Linked DNA regions of Gossypium hirsutum: region 1 is linked to region 2. The links are chromatin contacts, called in public Hi-C maps. All regions are on one chromosome and are shown on one strand. The core of a region is the stretch at or near the end of the contact, and the rest is flanking DNA. Distances in the headings are between cores, read along the strand shown.

Evidence for each region. A called contact is a pair of places that touch in the nucleus more often than the background predicts.
Region 1: a Hi-C map of petal shows a contact between it and region 2, with 2.5 times the contacts expected there. The contact joins the promoter of LOC107886373 here to the enhancer-like site in region 2. A contact is called at or near these places in 4 of 34 Hi-C or Micro-C datasets (callus, hypocotyl, leaf and 1 more).

What each region holds. Positions count from the first base shown.
Region 1 is chrA12:86,278,262-86,285,345 of Gossypium_hirsutum_v2.1, reverse strand. LOC107886373 (lysine-specific demethylase JMJ25) reads left to right here and starts at 3,410. Exons shown (of 13, transcript XM_016810300.2): 1 at 3,410-5,047; 2 at 5,157-5,269; 3 at 5,445-5,544; 4 at 5,645-5,768; 5 at 6,574-6,637; 6 at 6,741-7,084. The coding sequence starts at 4,199.
Region 2 is chrA12:86,211,234-86,217,608 of Gossypium_hirsutum_v2.1, reverse strand. No RefSeq gene overlaps it. Among protein-coding and RNA genes, the nearest start is that of LOC107942278, 10 kb to the left of the region's middle. Within about 2 kb of position 3,703, at least 8 of the 9 cell types and tissues checked have an H3K27ac peak or open chromatin away from gene starts, as enhancers often do. A contact at or near this core is called in hypocotyl and leaf, where this site is marked.

The DNA.
Region 1 (7,084 bases), core at 2,161-4,660, 68 kb before region 2:
AATTGACTGCAAGAATGAAGAAAGAATCAATAAATATGATACAATATTCATGTATTACATTAAATAAACAACAATTATTTGATCTTTACTACTTTGTAAAAGCCAAACAACTTTATAAAATCAATAATTGAGCAGTGTATAAAGCAAATTGTAGCAGCAATTTAGAAATAAATTATTTGCTTTCAAATAAAATATTACATAAAAAGTTTATAACTATTCAGATTATATATACGTGAAAAGCACAAATTTAAAATGAAAACGTATGTTTAAAAATAACATATAATAAATAATAAAACATATTGATTGAAACTAATTAATTAATATTAATAACATAAAATATGTACAATATTAAAATTAAAAAATATATTAAATTATGAGTAAAATGATATTTAAACACATAAATACGTACTAATTGCTTTACATTTATTTATCATGGTTTTGGCATCAATGGTGAGTTAGTGTCGAGTTGACTTATGACACAAACTTAATTAACAATATTATTAATATATACAATTGGCGGAGATAATAAATTATGTATATTAAAAATATGTATAAAAATATTATAATAAAGATTTGGTTGAGTAGTAAACATACAATTTTTCTAATTCAATTGGTGCAGATCCAAATCCTATTGTTTGTATATATATTTTTGGTTTATGTTAAGAAGAAAAGACTAAAATACCCTTTAATAATGATTTATTTTAATTACGAAATGATATTTTTATAATTTTCTAACCAAATTAATACATGATTAGCCTATGAGTTTTATTAATACTATAAATATTTCATTACTACTTGAGCATTGTTACCATTTTGGTGCTATTCATGATCTGCTACTTGTTGGCACAACAAGAATGACACTATTTACACTATTAACAATTGGACCTGTTTATGGCCTAGGTCATCTGTCCAAGCTCGAATGTTTGTTTGAAAAAAGAGAGGGTTTGGAGAAAAATATAGGGCCTAAAAAATGGGTTTAGATCAAATTTAAGACTTATGAGCTGAGCCTTGGACAAGATTTTTTGGCCCGAGCCTGAATATACTATGTTATAAAAGATATTATATTAATTATATATGTTAAATAATAATTATTTATTTATATTTATATTAAATCACTAACCCAAAAACAATTAAATTCATTACCTAAAACTTAAAAAAAGTAACTTACCCAACTAAATAATTCAACCCAAAATATAAAATTTTAAAAATTATATTTAATACAATAAAATATTTATTATATTTATAGTAGTGTTTTTTTAATATAAATACTTTTTTTAATATGTTAGAAAACTTTTATTTTGGTGTTCTTTTAGTACTTTAAAATTTTAAATAAAAATAATATAAAAATAAAATATAGGCGGGCTAAATTAGGCTTGAATTTATTTTTTTAAATTAAACTGAATTTGAGTAAAAAGATAAACCCATCTTTCGAGCGAAACCGAATCTAAACTTAAAATTTTGATGTAATAAGAGAATTTAAGATGTAAGTAAATACAACAACATAAACAACTACTGGGTACAAGTTTATCAGCTTCTGGAATTACCTGAATCTCCTAGTAAACAACTCCAACAATCATTGTTTTAGCACGTGTACATAAGAGGAGGGTGATTATAGCTTAGTGGTTCCAATAGATTTTGAATTAGCATTTAAGAAACCATAAAGTCCGGATCATTAGTTATCTCCACCTATTATTCTGGGAAATAAAATTGTTGCTTAAGAGATAAAACTATTTCTCAAACGAGACAACTTACATCATTATTAACAAATTCAAGCTTAAAATACACAAAACATTATAATTTTATGAGATCATTTGATAGTCAAGGGTATTCACCGCTTTAAGTATAATTTAAGATTAAGTCGCACAAACCGCATTTATTATTCAATTTTTAATTTGTAATTCAAAATACACAACCATTATAAAATTTATAAAAAAAAAATTCACACCCCCAAAAGCAACCAACCACCAATTAAAGAAAATGCAACGACTTGATACATAAATAAAAAAAAAGGGCTAGAAACAAATTATGCATTGGAAATAATTTTGAGTGAATCCACACTTTGTCTGCTAACATTCTCTACTAAAGGGTTGGGAGATAAGTAAAGAAGGCTAAAAATGTGGTGTTTTTGAAATGGGTTGTGATTTCCTCTTACTTGGTCGTGGGAGGTGGAGGTAGGATTTTGGTGTCATTTACGGTGTAAAGTAGTCATTGTTGCTGCTACTGCTATTCATGATTGTTTGTAACCTTTGTTTTTTTGAGAAAAATCCCATAATCTACAAGAACACGTGTAAGTTGAAAGGGAAAGAAGTTCCAGAACTAGCTATAATTCCAATACACCATTGGGCAGTAAGTTGAGCTTTTTAGCTTAGATTAATTTTATGGCAAGCGGTGAAGCAACAATGTTTATTTTAGGGAGTTGAATTAAAATTAAATATGTTATGTAACAATTAATTTAAAAATATAAATAATTTATTTAAAAAAAGCAGTATTTTAACATAATAATTGATTTAAATATATAAACAACCAATTTAAAAGAAGAAGAAATAATATTCTTACATAACAATCGATTGAACCGTATAAATAATTTATTCAAAAGAAGTAGTATTCTTACATAACAATTGATTTAAACATGTAAACAATCAATTAAAAAATTAGTATCCCGACATAACAATTATTTTGAACATATAAACAATCGATTCAAAATAAGAAAAAGTAGTATTTCACCATAACAATTGAGTCAAAAGAAGTAATATTCTAACGTAACAAAATATTTCAACATAATAATCCATTCAATCTAAAATTGACAAATTCATGGTAATCCAAAACCAACCAAATTCGATCATAAAAAAAATATATTTTTCATAGTTTCTTGATCTGAAATTCACATAATTTTCAAATTGGTTAATCATTTTTTATTTCGTTTTCACTAGAATACTTATTACTTCACAAACTATCATTTGACAAAATTTCCAACAAAGTGACCAATATTTTCTTCCTCTGTTTTACTTTAGCTCAAATTTACTATAACATTATCTAGTTATGTTTGTTTCGTTTTTACACTTGTAACAAATTAGAAACCGTCTCCTAATAAATTTTTTTCATTATTTTCTAAGAAGAAAGTTTCTATTTCTTTTTATATATATTATTATGTTACTTATAAAATATTATTTAATAAAAAGAATATTAAAAAATTATCATGAATAAATTAGTTTATATATAAAAGGCGAAATTACAAAAGTTGTAAAAATTGGGAGGCCTACTTAGAGGAGTATAATATATGTATGAAAGGTTAAATTGTAAAAAATTGAAAATTTGGAGCGATCATGACCTCTCAAAGTCTGTACTAGATTCCGCCGTGGGAGTTAAGAGAGAGATAAACAATAGGAGGTTTGATTAAAAAGAATGGTGTTAGTAGATGCAGGAAATTGAGAGCGAAGAGGGGGAGAAAGAGGCTAATTCAAATGGGTGGGGTAGAGATAGCATTAATTTACTAATTCATCCCTCAATCATTCAATTTCTACAACTTTTTCAAAATTAATTTTCCAACTGTTCTATATAAAAACTGAACATTCTGAAAAACAGCTAAAGATATTAAACTCGCCCTTGTTTCTCAAATAGATAAAATATTTATCACATCATCACCTCTAATTTTAATAAGATTGAAGTATTAGAAAGAAACAATGTGCTGTGGGGTGTCCCAAACCCAGGTTCCACTATCCAATTTGCAGCTGATTGATTGGTTTTTCCATTTTCCGAAACACTGCGCCAAGGAAGACATGCGCAGATGGAGAGAGAGAAGAGGAGCACTTCATTATTTCACATAAAAAACCCACAATATTTTGATTTCCCTCCAAAATTTTCCACTTTTGATTTTCCTTATTTAAACTCCAAACCAAACCCTAATACGCATTCTTAGGGGAGTGAACGGCGCCGGTTATTAATACTGTTTCCTTCCTCATTCTCAACTTATCTTCCTTTTTTTTTAAAGAAAATTTTATATATATATATAAACTATAAATATAAACTTCTACTTCTACTTCTACTTCTACTTGTACTATACTACTATTACTAATTTATAAACTACCAGCTCAGGCCAAAAAATTTAAAAAAACCTAGGCTCTGTCCTCGTTCGACTACTTAGCTTTTAGAGAGTGTGGTTGGAGTCTTCCTTGTAGTGTCGCAAAGCGACGGTGAAGCGATGGGAAGTGAGGAAAATTGCGGTTTTGTGGAGGAGAAAGTTGAAGGGAGAGAGGAGGGACGAGGGGGAAATAGAGATGTGGGTGGAGAGAACGGAGGGGAATTAGTGGGAAAAGAGGAGGGAATTGAAGGGAAAGATATAAAAAGTGGGGATTCGGAAGGGGAGGATGAAGACGTTGCTTTAAATAAGCTTAAAGAAAGAGGTAGAAAGAAGAAAGCGGCAGGTTCTTCTAAGAGGAGCAAAATAGATATTGAGGAAGAGGGTAATGTCGGGGGGAAAACTTCGGATTTTGCGGCTGAGAAGGGGGAAGTTGATTCGGGTGCTGCTGGTATTGGGGAAGGAGATAGCGGGGATGTTTTGAAGAAGAGACTGAGAACTGTTTCGAGGAGGGTTAATTATGCTGAGATTCTAGAATATGAGGATGACTTTGTAGATAACAAACGTAGACGCAAGGGCAAGAAAAAGAGGAAAGTTGTTCAACCTGGAGGTCAAGAAGATGGTTATAATGATTATGGCGGTAATGGGGCACCTGCAAAGAAGCTAGGAAGAAGAGGCAAGGCAAGGAAACAAGGTTCTGCAAGTGAAGGCAATGAAGGAAAAGCTGTAAAAGAGGAAGGTAAAGAAGAGCAAGAAGGCAATTTCGACGTAGCTGATGGAAAGAAGAGAGGGCGAAGAGGGCCAAAGAAGGGCCAAAAGAAGATGGAAGAGGAAGTTGCAGGGAATGGGAAAAGTTCGGAAAAACCAGAGGAGGATGGGTCTTTGGGAACGATCACTAAGAGAAAATATTCACTTAGGGACTCAGGAGTTCCCAAGAATGAAGAGTCTCTGCGGGATGCAGATAGAAAGAAGGTAAAAAAATTTGATTTTTTTAACTCTAGAGTTGTTTTTATGATGTCTTTTTCATTTTGTTTACCTGATGGATTCGAGTGTTGATGTGTTTGGTTTTTGCATTTAACAGTGGATTGCAGAAGAATCATCAATGTGCCATCAGTGCCAGAGGAATGATAAAGGCAGGGTTGTGAGATGCAAGAGTTGCAAGAGGAAACGATTTTGCGTTCCCTGCTTAAAATGGTATTCTTATTGGAGTGCTAACTGTATCTGCTCTTCCCTTAAAAACTGCTGCTTTTCCTGAACTACTTAGTATATTTTTCTGTTGCTGGCAACATATATTTTGGCCATCTTAATCGTAAGTAAATATCATATTGTTTCCCATCTAACTTACCATGTATTTGTTTTCTGGGGCTAGGTATCCCAATATGTCAGAGGAAGCAATTGCTGATGCCTGCCCCGTTTGTCGGGGGAATTGCAATTGCAAGTCATGCTTGCGCATGCTTGGCCCTCTTGAAGTTAGTTCTGAAATTCATGGCTTTACTGCTTTATTTGATGCATAATTGCTCATATAATCCCATACTTGATTTATGATATTGTGTACTTGATGAGTTGTAGGAATTGAAAGAGCAGGGCCAAAGTATTCTGCACTCTAGATACTTGCTTCAGACACTTCTTCCATACATTAAACAAATTAGTCAAGAACAAATGAAAGAAGTGGCCATTGAGGCAAGCATTCAAGGTATGTATATCTCCATGTTAACATGTTTTTTCTGCAACTTTTGTTATATTCTTTGCAAACTCTTGTTGATTTTGAAACTGAACATGGTTCTTTGTCTTCTTTGGAGCTTACTATCTGTGTATTTATTGGGAATAAATTTGAACAAGAAACTTCCAGATACTATGCTAGCCGAATTTGTTGTTTTGATGCCAAACTCTTTAAGTTGGCCTCTTGTTGATATGTGAAGCTCATTTTTTTTTTCTGTTCCTGATTTTAAGCAATCTGCCACTTCTTTATGGAAGTTGAACCATATTAAACCTACTCTTCTGTCTTTAGTAAACTAGGGCATCATATGAAAATTCTTTAGTCACAATATCAAATTTTCACCTTGATTTGGTGCAGTATACTGGTTGGTTTGTTAGGAATCATGTGCACCACCCTTGTCTCTACAATGTTATTTCTTGAGCCCTACCAATATCGGAAAACTGAACTAGCAATCAAGACTATGGAAGTTGAACCATATTAAACCTACTCTTCTGTATTTAGTAAACTAGGACATCATATGAAAATTCGTTAATTACAATATCGAATTTTCATCTTGATTTGGTGCAGTATACTGGTTGGTTTGTTAAGAATCATATGCACCACTCTCATCTCTCAAAATGTTATTTCTTGACCCCAACTATTATTGGGAAACTGAACCAGCAATCAAGACTATAAACTTCTTGTTATCTTAAAATGCATGTGGTATGATAATACATTGTTATTTATTTCTTTATTCTCAAATAAATATAGTTCATTTTTAACACATTTCTTGAGTGAGTAGGGGTTCTCCCAGAGCAAATACAGCTTACACAGGCAGTTTGTCGTGAAGATGAGCGTGTATATTGGTAGGTTATTATTATTTTCATGATGGTGAAATTAAAATGGGATCTTTTTGTTGTTGGGATTCGTTTTACTCAAGTTCCTGATGGCAATACATGTTTTTTTCAGTAATAACTGCAGAACTTCAATTGTCGACTTTCATAGAAGCTGTCCTAATTGTAACTATGATCTGTGCCTTACGTGTTGCTGTGAAATACGCGATGGACATTTGCAGGGTGGACGAAGGGAAATATTTAAAGAATATGTTGATAAGGGTTCTCGTTACTTGCATGGAGAACCTGTGAACCCTTCGTCTTCAAAAGTGGGGAATTCTCAAGAGTATTCCCCCAAGGAAAGCAACTCTCAAGAGCGGAGTGCTGTAACCTCTGGGTGGAAGGCAAATGAAAATGGCAGCATTCCTTGTCCACCAGAGGATTTGGATGGGTGTGGTAATGGCCTTTTAGAGCTAAGGT
Region 2 (6,375 bases), core at 2,454-4,953:
ATAACACGAAGAGACCGTTCGAGTATATTCATTCTGATCTATGGGGGCCATCTAAAGTGCCTTCGAGAGGTGGAGCTAATTATATGCTAACTTTTATTAATGATTTTTCTAGAAAAGTTTAGACGTTCTTCTTGAAGCAGAAAAGCGATGTGTTTTTCGCATTTAAGTTTTGGAAAACTATGATTGAAAAACAGATGAGAAAACAAATAAAACACCTCCGTACAGATAATGGCTTAGAGTTCTATTCTGATGAGTTTAATGAACTATGCAAGTCAAAAGGGACCGTGAAATACTTGACAGTTGGTCATACTCCACAACAAAACAACATTACAAAATGAATGATCAAATTGATCATAGAGAAAGTTCGATATATGTTGTCGAATACTAACCAGCCTCTACTGCATGTTTTTTGATCAACTGGTCTCCATCTATTGCCATTGAGAAAAAGACCCTACAAAAGGTATGGTCTAGTAATCTTGTTAATTATTCTGATTTAAAGATATTTAGGTGTCCTGCGTATGCTCATGTTAATAATGGAAAATTGGAACCGAGATCCATTAAATGTGTTTTTCTTGGTTATAATCTGGTGTAAAAGGGTATCAGTTATGGTATCCTGAAAATAAAAAAGTTGTGATTACCAGAGATGTTGTTTTTGATGAAACTGCTATGCTACCTAACTTATCTCTTAAAGACTCTTCCAATAAAGAACATCAAAAGCAGGTGGAGCATCAGATTAATCCAGAATCTACAACAGAGTCGACTCCTCAAGTTAGTACCAAAATTCAGAATAAAGTTACTTTTTCACCACAATACTCTGTCGCCAAAAATAGAACTAGAAGAGAAATTAAACCTCCAAAGAAGTATACCGAGGCTGATATAGTTACTTGTGCTTTAAATGTGGCTGAAGATATGATACAAACCATGAGTCATCTAATTATTTTGAGGCGGTTAGCTGTGAAAACTCAGAAAAGTGGATGTTTGCTATGTAAGATGAGATGGACTCATTCCACAAAAATAGAACATGGGATCTTGTAAAACTTCCTAAAGGTAAAAAGGTTGTTTGTTGTAAATGAGTGTTTAAAAAGAAAGAAGGGACTCCAGGAGTTGAAGAACCTAGATATAAAGCAAGGCTTGTTGCAAAGGGTTACAGTCAAATTCCAGAAGTAGACTTTATAGATGTGTTCTTCCCAGTTGTGAAGCATAGTTTGATTCGAGCTTTGCTTGGTAATGTGGCCATGCATGATTTGGAGCTTGAGCAGTTAGATGTAAAAACTGCATTTTTGCATGGAAAACTTGATGAGGATATTTACATGCAACAACTAAAGGGTTTTACAGTCTCAGAAAAAGAGGATTGTATTTATTTGCTAAAAAAAAGTCACTTTACGGTTTGAAACAGTCACCAAGACAATGGTACAAGAGGTTTGGTTCATTTATGACTTCTCATGATTTCAAAAGAAGTAGCTTTGAGAGTTGTGTTTACTTTAAGAAAATCAGTGATGGTTCTTTTGTGTATCTACTCATTTATATTGATAACATGTTGATAGCAGTGAAAGATAAATGAGAGATAAGAAAGGTTAAAGCCCAACTAAGTGAAGAATATGAGATGAAATATTTGGGACCAGCAAAGAAGATACTTGGTATGAATATTCTTAGAGATAGAAAAAGAAGTAAATTGTACCCAAGTCAAAAGGGGTATATTGTGAAAGTTCTTTGTAGGTTCAATATGCAGAGTGCTAAACCTGGTAGTACTCCTTTAGCAGCCCATTTCAGACTTTCATTAGCTTTGTCTCCACAATCAGATGATGAGATTGAGTACATGTCACATGTTCCATATTCTAGTGCAGTGGGATCCCTCATGCATGCTATGGTTTGTTCATGTCCAGATTTATCATATGCAGTCAGTGCAGTTAGCAGATACATGGCGAATCTCGGTAATAAACACTGGAAAGCAGTTCAGTAGATTTTAAGATACTTACGAGGTACTATTAATGTTTGCTTACAGTTTGGAAGAACTAGAGATGGAGTCATGGGGTATGTTGATGCTGATTTTGCTGGAGACCTTGATAGAAAAAGATCTCTCACAGGTTATGTCTTTACAATCGGAGGTTGTGCAATTAGTTGGAAAACTACTTTGCAAACTACAATCGCTTTGTCTACCACTGAAGCTGAGTACTTGGTGATTACTAAGGCTTGTAAAGAAGCCATTTGGTTGAAGGGACTCTTTAGTAAACTCAATAAAGACCTTCAAATTAGTACAGTATTTTGTAACAGTAAGAATGCTATCTTCCTTACAAAAGATCAAATGTTTCATGAGAAAACAAACCACATTGATGTTCGGTCTCATTTTGTTCGTGATATTATTGCTCGTGGTGATATTGTTGTGAGCAAAATTAGTACTCATGAAAATTCTGTAGATTTGATGCCACTAAGTTACTTCTTATAACCAAGTTTGAACATTTCTTAGACTTGGTTGGTGCTCATTGTTGAAGTTCAACCCTTAAGAGGTTTTATGGAAGAGGTGGAGAACTTGTTCGTTGAGTGTTCATGATGAAGAACTTGTTCATTGAGAATTCGTGTTAAGGTGGAGATTGTTAGAATGGAGTGACCTGAATCCTTATTTAAATAAAATACAACAGTAAAATAAAATAAAAGTAAAATCCATATAGAACTACACTTCTTTTATTTTATTTTAAAATAAGATTTTTTAAACCTTATTGAACTCCATCTATTTGATATTTATTAGAATAAGGTGTTTCAATCTTACTACATTCCTATTAGAATATGATTTTACAAGCCTATAAATAGACATAGTCTACTCCTTTTGTAATTATTCAAATTCGACATAGTGAATTATCTTCTCCTCTGTCTGTGATTTTTTCCCCAAAGGTTTTTCACATAAAAATCTGTGTGTTCTTTATTTTTCTTTTTTTCTTTTTTTGCCATACATTGTCATTATCGGCATTCTTTTTTTCACAGTTTTAAATAAAGTAAAAAATATTTCCCTTCTCCCTCCACTCCATTTTTTTCCCTTTCATCCACTTCATCTTCAAAATCCCACAAACTTTGATTTCAACATTTCTTTACCACATTAAATCATCATTTCAAATAAAAATTTTAGGTTAAATTCTACAATTGGTCCCTATATTTTTTCATTTTGAGCAATTTAATTTTTTTCTTTTATATTCTTTTAACTTTATTTTTTTTCTTTATTTTCCACTCTCTTATACTTCTCTCTCAATTTTCCTTCTTTCTTTATTTTTTTTTTGTAGTTTTTCAATGCTTTCCATTTGTTAAAACTAATTCACAAGCTCACCTCACTCCAAAAAATTAAATTCTTCAAAAAAAAGTAAAAGTATAGAGACTAGTTTTAACAAATGAAAAACATAGAAAAAAAATTGGCTTATGTATATATTGATTAATCCACTCATGTAAAAGGAAAATTTAGATTATTATTTCAAGTATTAGTGAAAATTTGGGTGCGATTTTTTTTTTTGAAATAATAAGACTAGACTTTTATTATAAGAAGATGGCCTAACCACTTGAGCCCAAGAAATGAGTCTTTAAACATAAAACAAGAGTCCAACAAACAAGACCCGACGGACAAAATATAAAGAAAAAGGAAAAAGGAAACTAAGACCCTTATCCAGTCAAAATTAATTGAACTGCTACCCACCACTCCCCATATATGTCCTTATTGCTGTCGGTTGTAGTTTTCCGGAGAAACTTCTAGTACCCGTATCCTCTGTTTGCTCTTTCGATCACTAAACGACTTAGGCTCTCAATCAGGTTCACGTTCGCGGTGTTTTCCCAGACCCAACGACACGACAACGTAGTGAGGGATGCATTGTTCCAAGTAAAACTCTTCGCATTTCTTCAAACTCGTTTGTACTGTAAGTTAACTAGAGTAGGCAAGAAGTCCCAAGAGACTTTTCAAGTTGAAAGTTTTATAGAAACCTTTCATTACTTTCTGTACTTCAAGTGTATCCATGTCATTACTAAAGTCCCATAGTAATCTATATGCACTTCTGGCTGAAAACTCGCCCGAAGACTCCCCTTTCCACACTAGCAGATCAGCGTGTTCCACCGTTGCCAAAGGAATCCGTAGAATTCTATCAATGTCCATATTTGAAAAGGTATCACGAATCACATCCTCTTTCCAAATTCAATGCGAGCTATCAATTAATTTCGCAACAATAGTTATCCCATTATCACAAATAGAACCACTAATTTTGTAATTAATTGAACCAGGTATCCAACCATCCTCCATAACATTAATTCTGTCACTTGTGCCCATTCTCCGATAGAGATCCATTTCTAGAAGCCCTCGGGTTGCCCAAATACTCTATCAGGTATACGACTGTAAATTCCCCAACCTAGCTCTCAAAAAATCACTTTGCGAAAAGTATTTTGCTTTTAACACTCGCGCTAATAACGAATCGGGTATTGAATAAGATGCCAGCCCTGCTTCGCTAATAATGCTAAGTTAAATTTAGCTAAGTTGAAAAATCCTAAACCTTCGATCTCTTTCAACTCACATAGCTTCTTCCAATCGCGGTAGGGGATACCTCTTCAACCATGCCCTTTTGCCACCAAAACCTAGAAATAATACCCTCTAGTTCAGTGCAAAAATATTTAGGTAACAAAAAACACATCATAGAATATGTAGGAATAACTTGAATAACTGCTTTAATAAAGACTTCCTTCTCCATAGGGATAAGAACAGTATACTGTAACTGTCTAATCTTTGCTTAAATCTACCTTTTAAAGTTTGAAAAGTGAACTTTTTACTTCTCTCCATCATATTAGGTAACCCCAAGTACTGCTCGGGGTCATTCGAGTATCTAACTCCTAGGGCACCAGAAACTGAATGTCTATCTTCTTCACCCACATTGGAATTAAAAAAAACTATTGAGTTCTCATAATTTATTCACTACACAAAATAGATCTCGTACTCATGTAAAACAATCTTCAGCGGATGAACCCCTCTTTCATTAGCCTCTCCAAACAACATACAATCGTCGGTAAAAAGTAAGTGTATAATCAAAGGTCCCCCCTCTACTCACCTTGATACCTTTAATTAAGCCTCCATTCATCACTTCATTCATCAAAACTGATAACCCTTCACTATAAATCAAGAAAAGAAAAGGGCTTAAAGGATTCCCCCTTACTTGGTTTGAAAGCTTTTCCCACCTTACCATTGACAATAACTGAATATAAAACAGATGAGATGCACCTCATGATTAAGTCAATCTAAGACAATGCAAAACCTATTCGCTCCATCATCACACAAAGGAAGTTCCATTCAACAAGATCATATGCCTTACTCATGTCAACCTTTGAAGCCGTAGACCTCTTTTTACCCAATCGTTTCTATCTAAATGAGTGCAAAATTTCATAATCCACTAGAATATTATCTGTAATCAATCATCCTGGCACAAAAATACTCTATGCACCATCAATACACCATTCTAGCACTCGCTGAAATCGATTCGCTATTATCTTAGCGACCAATTTGTACAATACATTACACAAACTAATGAATCTAGAATTCTTAAAAATTAATGGCTGGGGAGTTTTCAGAATAAGCACAAAGATTGGTAATATTAACGGAATCAAGAACCTTACCACTATTCAGTACCTCCAAGCAGAAATTAGCAATCTCCCTGCCTATAATATGCCAAAAATGCTGAAAAATAATGTCGAAAAACTATCATCACTAAAAGCTTTTATCAGTCTCATACTTTTTAAAGCATTAACAATCTCATCCTCAGTATACCTTTTGGTTAACATTAAATTTTCCTCATCAAAAATTTACTTTCTCACCCCCATTAACAAATGATCCGTAACCATACTGCTATTAGTCGTAAAAAGCTCCTTAAAGTAGTCCATTGCGATACACTCCATCCCAGCCTCCTCGGTCGTTCCTCTCTCATCCTCATATTGTAAACCCATAATTTGGTTTTTTTTTCTCTGTGAAGCATATTTATAAAAGAAAGTTGTGTTTTTATCTCCCAAGTGAAGCCAATTCACGTGTGCTCAATGTTCTCAAAACATCTCATCTTTATCAATTTCTAAATTCAAGATAATTTTTGTTTCAATCAACTCCTCGAGGGTTGCATCATCTCTCTCTTTCCAATAAATCCCCTAATTTACTCGTCAAATCCTGCCAAATACCATCCCTTTTTCCCCGAATCAATTTGGCCCATTGACACAAATCAATCCTGATTTGTTCTAACTTAATGAAAATATCTCATTCATCATTACCACAAATTTTCTAACATTATCCTCAAAAGACTCTTACATTACCCACAAAGCCTCAAATCAAAAATGCATAGGTCTGTGATGAATGCCCTTCTCTATCGGAGAGGACAATGA